Linked DNA regions of Mus musculus: region 2 is linked to region 1. A link is a contact called in public HiChIP or PLAC-seq data. All regions are on one chromosome and are shown on one strand. The core of a region is the stretch at or near the end of the contact, and the rest is flanking DNA. Distances in the headings are between cores, read along the strand shown. Region 1 has its middle 30 kb from the start of Gm52173. Region 2 holds the start of Adgrb1 (adhesion G protein-coupled receptor B1).

Region 1 (3,016 bases), core at 350-2,849:
GCTAAAAATCAAAGTGATAGGGGTATTTACACATGGAATATTCCAGAAGTCCACACAGGGCTTCAGGATTTGGGTGGGAGGGAAATTGTTTGTTAGCACATAGTTAGTCACATTCAGTTACCAAAACAGTCACGGAGTCAACCCTGACCCAAGGAAGGGAGGACAACGGAGCCAGTGATCTCATTTCCTGGGGGGTTCCCTGCTTTATCCTCGAAAGTTCCAAGTCCCTTGGATTCCCTCACCCAGGGCAATCCAAAGGATGGAGCGTCTTTGGGACCAGCCAGCACTCCTTAAAGCAATGTCACACCATGTCACATATGCAGGGAGATCGAGTAATAAAGAGCCAGGCAGACATGTCACCAATGTCTTATCAGTTCTCACCAAGTTCCAGTCTCCACGTGAGCAAGCTGCACCCTAGCTATCTCCCCACCACGGCAACCATGATACCCCAGCCTTATAAAAGCGTCCCAACTTCAGGCAACTAGGAATTGAAAAAGTTATTATCATAAAATTGGTGAAATTACCCAATTAAAGATATGGCCAGTGAGTCTGGGCCAGGCTGTGAGCAGGTTACAAAAAAAAAAAAAAAAAAAAGAACAAGGCCATAGTGAGGACATCCCTGGCCGAGCTCTGAGGCACCCCCGCACTCCCGAGTCCCAGAACAAACAGTATCCGGCCTCTTTTCTTTTCCCCTGGGCAAGTGTGTACCTCAAATGGCTTTTTTAAGTCCAGCAGGATGGGGCTGCTAGCTCTGTGTGGAGGGTCAGAGCAGTGACGATGTGAGGTCTGTCTGACTTGGGCATCCCTGGGGGTGACAGGCCAGAGGTGAATAAGCACTCTGGCTTGAAAGGCTTCTATGGGTGGATAAAAGAGGAGGTGGGGAGGAGAGGAGGAGGGGGAAGAGAAGGAGGAGGGAAGGCAGGGAGGAGGGAGGGAAGAGCTACAACACTGACAGACCAGATAAAGCAGAAGAATGTGGCAGCTCTCTGGCAGAATGACAAATCAGGATCTGAGATCCCAGCAGGCTCTCAGAGGGGTGGAGGCCGCCCCAGGGGACACTTGGTAATGTCTGGAAGTGTTCTAGTTGATATAACATGGACAGAGGGTACTACTGGCATCTAGTGGGCAGAGGCCGGCCATGTAGCTCCCAGTCCATTGTGCACAGCATACCCCCCCAGCCCCCAGCCCCCAAACCCCAGCCCCCAGCCAAGAAGTCCTGACCCCAGGCAGCCTTTGAGTGCAGAGTAACAGGGCAGGATAGCAAATGCAAAGAGAGCAGAGACAGCTTTTCGGGGACAGCAGGAGAAAGAGCTGCCCACCATGTGAGCCCATGCCCACCACAGGGGTATACCAGGGCCCAGAGGACAGGTTACCTGAGCCCAAGAGGACCTGCCTCCCAAGCCCCCTAGCTCCAGCTTGCCCCAAGCCTGCCTGTGAGGAAGCTGCTTGCTATTCTGCCCCAGACCCCAGCACAGCTGGCTCCCAGCCCCGGGGGGTGGAGGGCCACCCTAATTACTCTAATGGCTTGTAATCAGGCGTAATGGGGGTGTTTGTACACACCAGCGAGCGAACTGCAGGTGTGGAAGACAAGCGAGTCCCACAGGGCTCTGAGAGTCTCCTCTGCTTGCCAGCTGACAGGCCAGGGGGCCTACAGGCTACTTTGTTTACCCCACAGAATGTTTGAACCTCCAGTGGGCTCACCAGCTGCATGGGAAAAACCTGTTCCCTGCAGACCATTCTGAGACACCCAGAGTTCTCAGCTGTGGCTCCCATCAGCCATTGCTTACTGGCCCCTTAGGCTGCTGATGTAGAGAGCAGGAGGAGCCACAACCTTGGCATAGATGATCCCCAAGTCACAACGGGGAGGAAAGCATCACTGCTGCCCCCTGGGTGCCCTGGTCCAGAGTAACACTGCAACAGTGAACACACTTATTACCATTACTATCACCTACCTTCATTGCACAAGCATGCCCCAAGCATGATGAGCCCACTCCATGGTCATGTCACCTCTGTACGACATTATTACTCTTGCTCCCATTTCACAGATCAGGGAAACTAAGGCTCAAGGAAACTGATCCAACCTATGATCATGCAGCTACTTAAGGAGCACAGGCTGTAGCCAAGTCAGAGTCTCTGTCCTGGGGACTATCAGTGGCCATGCCAAGGCAGAAGAGGGTCAGAGGGACTGGATAGGAAGCATTGACTCAGCAGGGCTTTGTAGGGTGTATACGAGTTTTCAGGCTAGGATTCAGGAGGATGATGCCCTTACAAAGGCTCAGAAGACCCCAGTGCCTGTCTGCACATGATAAGCACTGAGTTCTAGGGAATATGGGAAGGAGACATCAAGAGTAACTGAGGCTAGAGAGGTGGGTCCAGGGTCAAGTTATGATGTATTTGCTGGATCTGCTTTCTAGAGTAGAGGTATGTCCCTCTTGGCTCAAATGAGGAGCACCTGCAGATTAGGACGCCTGATGCAAGGTGCCACATTTTTCCAAGCTCAGGGGACCAGAAAAAAAAAACATGACAGAGAGCATCGTCAGACATAAAGCTTGACTCTACCAGAAACATGCTGTGAGACCTTAGGCAGAGCTCTTTCCTTCTCTGTGCTGCAACCCACTTATGGGCTGTTCAGAGCCTGATGCACATTCAAATTATAATATTGTCCCAGTCAGCTGTCTTAAGGTTTCTATTGCTGTGGAGAGACACCGTGACCACAGCAACTCTTATAAAGGAAAGCAAGTGTTTAATTTGGACTAGCTTGCAGTTCAGAAGTTTAGGCCATTTATTGTCATGTAGGAAGCGTGGCAGGACACAGTCAGACATGGTGCCTGTGAGTTAGCTGAGAGTCCTACATCCAGACCAGCAGGCAGCAAGATGTGTGTGTGTGTGTGTGTGTGTGTGTGTGTGTGTGTGTGTGTGAGAGAGAGAGAGAGAGAGAGAGAGAGAGAGAGAGAGAGAGAGAGAGAGAGACTGGGCCTGGCTTGAGCTTCTGAAACCTCAAAGCCCACCCCCAGTG
Region 2 (3,346 bases), core at 272-2,771, 580 kb before region 1:
GCTGCTTCGGTCGGAGAGGGCAGCGGGCCGACCCAAAGTTCAGGGCAGCCTATCTGCGCCGCCTGTCCAACCGAACAGGAAAGAACACCGGGAAGGAATGAGCTAGGGCGTATGCGCGTGTCAGTTGTGATGGTGGGGGCGCGAGGACAGCCCTTTTTTCCGAATTTGGAGATAAGCCTCCGGGGGTCTCCTCTGCCATTGTCGGGTCTGTAGGTGAGAGCTGTGACGGGAAGTCTGGGGGCTTTTCTGCCCGCCTCCAGCTCTGTGCTGGGGGTGGGGATGAGATGCAGCCGGGCCCTATAATATATGTAACGGGCTCTGGGTAAGATCAGGGAATGGGGGACACACCGGGTTGTCTCTCGCGAGCCTCCTTGGGCCAGCATAGGGAGCCAGGTGGGGCTCCCTCAGACCCCTGCTAGCATCTCTGTGTCGGAACACCACGGGAACGCCTTCCCCAGCGCGCCCTGGGTCTGTGGGGGTAATAGAGCAGGGGGTGCTTCTCTGACTGAGCCTGCCAGGTTGGCCCGGCTCTGCCTGGTAAGGATGAGGGGGAGGTGAGGAGCACCAAGAAGCCTCTCCCACGTCCAGGGCGCCCCCTCCTCAGCCCGCCCAATGCGGGATCGCAGGGACCTGCCAGATTCCATTGCCGCCGCTAGAAGAGGAAGGGGGCTGGGGAAATGGGGCTTGGGGGGGGGCTTTCAAACTCCCGAGCTCCAAGCCTAATCCTGAGAGCTGCGAAGCTCCAAACGGCGAAGTTAGGAAGTCCGGGAGGCCATCCCTCCTCCGACCCCCTCCCAGAGCGAGACGCCCCCTTTCGCCGCGCCCCCACCCCCTTCGGAGCCGTTCTTACCTTCCCCAGCAGCAGAGGCCCCACGGGCGAGCAAGGACTTGATCCAGCGACTTGCAAAGCCCCCGGAGCGCACCGCGTCGCCAGCGGCCGAGCCGCGCGCCCGATCCGAGCTGGGGCTACTGTCGCTGCCGCCCCCGACTCGCTTTGGGCCCCGCCGAGACGTTCCCAAGAGCGCACCCGCGGGCGCTCTCAGGCTCCTCCCCACCCCCTGCCTGGCGGAGCCCCCCGGGCGCCAGAAGGGTCCGGATGCCCTGGCTGCGGGCTGTGCTGGGCGCGCGGGCCCGGAGGCTGGCCAGGACGCGGCGCGGACGCCTGTGCCGCCGGCTCGCCCGCTCAGCTCGCTCTGCCGGGGCCGCCGCCAACGCCGCGCCCGCCGCCGCCGCCGCCACCACCGCCTGCGCCCGCCGCTCCCTCTCCGGCCGCGCCGCCGCTCCGGTCCTCTCGCCTGCCCGGCTCTTCTCGCCTTTTTTCCCTTCCTGGGGGCGGGGGGGGGGGAGCGGAGCGGAGCCGGGGGCGGGGCGGCGCGGGCAGAAGGAGGAGGAGGCCGAGGACGCGGAGAAGGAGGAGGAGAGAGGCAAGCTGCTCCCCCGCCCGGCTGCCGGCGCTCCCCAATCTCTCGCTCTCTGAAACTGGATCCCGAATCGGGAGCCAGAGACTGCATTACGGATTACATCAGGCTTTATAGAGCTTCCAGATCACACATTAGAGGGGGAGCGCGAGCGGGGGGCGGGTTGGGAGGAGGGGAGCGGGATCACGGAGAAGGAGTGCGACGCTCAGGCGAGCGCACCTAAGACAGCCGACTCCTGCCCCACGCAGCAGGAAAGCCAAGAGTTGGGACTGTGCTCTCCTCCAGGAGCAGGGGAGTGGCTGCATCTGGGTGACAAGTGGTGGACCAACAAACGGATGGTTGGAGAAGAGGAGTTAAGGGCTGTGCACAGACCAATAGGTGTGTGGGTGGTGGAGGCAGGTGAATGTAGGTAGAGGCTGTCGGGAGGGTTGATGGATGGACAGGTAGCCATCAGGGTCAGGGTCGGTGGAATTGCGGAGGCGGGTGAGGGTGAGCAGGACTGGAAGAAAGTGGATTTGGTGGGTGGCACCATGGGGAGGGCTACATAGATGGGTGGGCCACGCAGATGGAAGGATGATGCATGCATAGGTGGATGAGTGGGTGGGTGGGTTGGATGAGTGATGGGTAAAGAGATGGAGTCAGAGGCAGGGACTGGGGCCCTTCCAGGGAGAGCAGGGGTGGGGCACTGAACCACTTCATTTGGGCCTGACCGGTCTAGACTTTCTGTCCTGTGATGCTGAGAGGAGGGGAGCCCGCCAGGGACAGAGTCAAAGGGGGGTGGGTTTTAAAGTGTCCCTGCCTGCCAGTTTCCATCCATGGGTGGAGAGAGACCTCAGTTGCTTTGTCTTCCATCATAAGATCCCTGGTTCCTCCTCTGTTAGGGACCCAAAGGGGTGCCTCTCTCTATAAGGTATGTTCACCCATACATCCCAGGACAACAATGGATGTGACCCAACACATATGTAGGCCACAATGCCATGTTTCAATGTCAAAAGATTTGACACTCTAGGTCTAGGCTGACAACAAGAGTCCTGGAAACCCTGGCCTCAGAAAAGTTGCCTTGTGTTCTTTTCCACCAAGATGCTTCTGCATCAGACCCCTTGCTCCTGTTTCACAATTTGTGATTTGCCCTGAACTCAAAACCTTTTGTACAGGGCCCACTACTTTGCACACTTTAGCAGACCAGTGGCAGTACCATTGCTACCCAAGGACACATGGGGTCCGGATGTTTGCATCTCTCTTCGGAGGCCACTGTCAACAACAATACAAACTCACAGCCACTGTCAGCACTCTCCCTGCCAGGTGTCAGGACCCACACTGCTGTCCTGTAACTCCCACTAAAACATCTTATCAGTTCCATCAACATCACAGTCAACCTACACCTCTCTCTCTCTCTCTCTCTCTCTCTGTGTGTGTGTGTGTGTGTGTGTGTGTGTGTGTGTGTGTGTTGGGAAGCACCTCAAGCCAATTAGATACCCAGGCACTGAACGTGGTACTCTGCATACCAGTTACTCCTGCAAGGCCTCACCTTGCAAGGGTGTCCTGAGGGACCGAGAGCAGGACCACACTAAAGCCCAGACCATCCTATTCGTCAGTACCCTGTTCACTTAGGCTTCTTGAGAAATGCCATTCTTCCCAAGGTATTTGAAATCCCAGAAAGGAGGCGGCATACCTCCCAGGAGACCTCTCACGACCCTCATCTGCTCCTGCTGGGCCTCTGAATCTTCCAGCCCCTGGAGTTTAGTTAGCCCTGCTTTGGCCTTTTTTAGCTGCAGTAACAGCCTGTGGTCACCAGGGGGCCTCTGATATCAGGCCAAGAGACAGCTGAGCAGCAGCGAGGCTGAGTCAGGATCCAAGCACTTTCCACACTTGTTTCTTGCTGATAAGAGAAGACAGCAGAAATCCCTGGCAGGGATCTGGGGATCTGA

Evidence for each region. HiChIP or PLAC-seq counts read pairs in DNA pulled down with a chosen protein or histone mark.
Region 2: a contact with region 1 is called in an H3K4me3 HiChIP or PLAC-seq map of embryonic basal ganglia, with 6 times the contacts expected there. The contact joins the promoter of Adgrb1 here to the enhancer-like site in region 1. A contact is called at or near these places in 11 of 39 promoter capture datasets (the 3T3-L1 cell line, 3T3-L1-derived adipocytes, the C10 cell line and 8 more), 1 of 15 datasets of contacts at CTCF or cohesin (large pre-B cells), 5 of 484 Hi-C or Micro-C datasets (cerebellum, embryonic stem cells and stem cell-derived neural progenitor cells), 16 of 115 datasets of contacts at active chromatin or transcription factors (VIP interneurons, craniofacial prominence, embryonic basal ganglia and 9 more) and 2 of 9 other capture datasets (embryonic stem cells and pancreatic islet).

What each region holds. Positions count from the first base shown.
Region 1 is chr15:73,931,809-73,934,824 of GRCm38.p6, reverse strand. No RefSeq gene overlaps it. Among named protein-coding and RNA genes, the nearest start is that of Gm52173, 30 kb to the right of the region's middle. Within about 2 kb of position 1,599, at least 24 of the 459 cell types and tissues checked have an H3K27ac peak or open chromatin away from gene starts, as enhancers often do. A contact at or near this core is called in embryonic basal ganglia, where this site is marked.
Region 2 is chr15:74,514,371-74,517,716 of GRCm38.p6, reverse strand. Adgrb1 (adhesion G protein-coupled receptor B1) reads right to left here and starts at 1,521. Exons shown (of 31, transcript NM_174991.3): 1 at 851-1,521.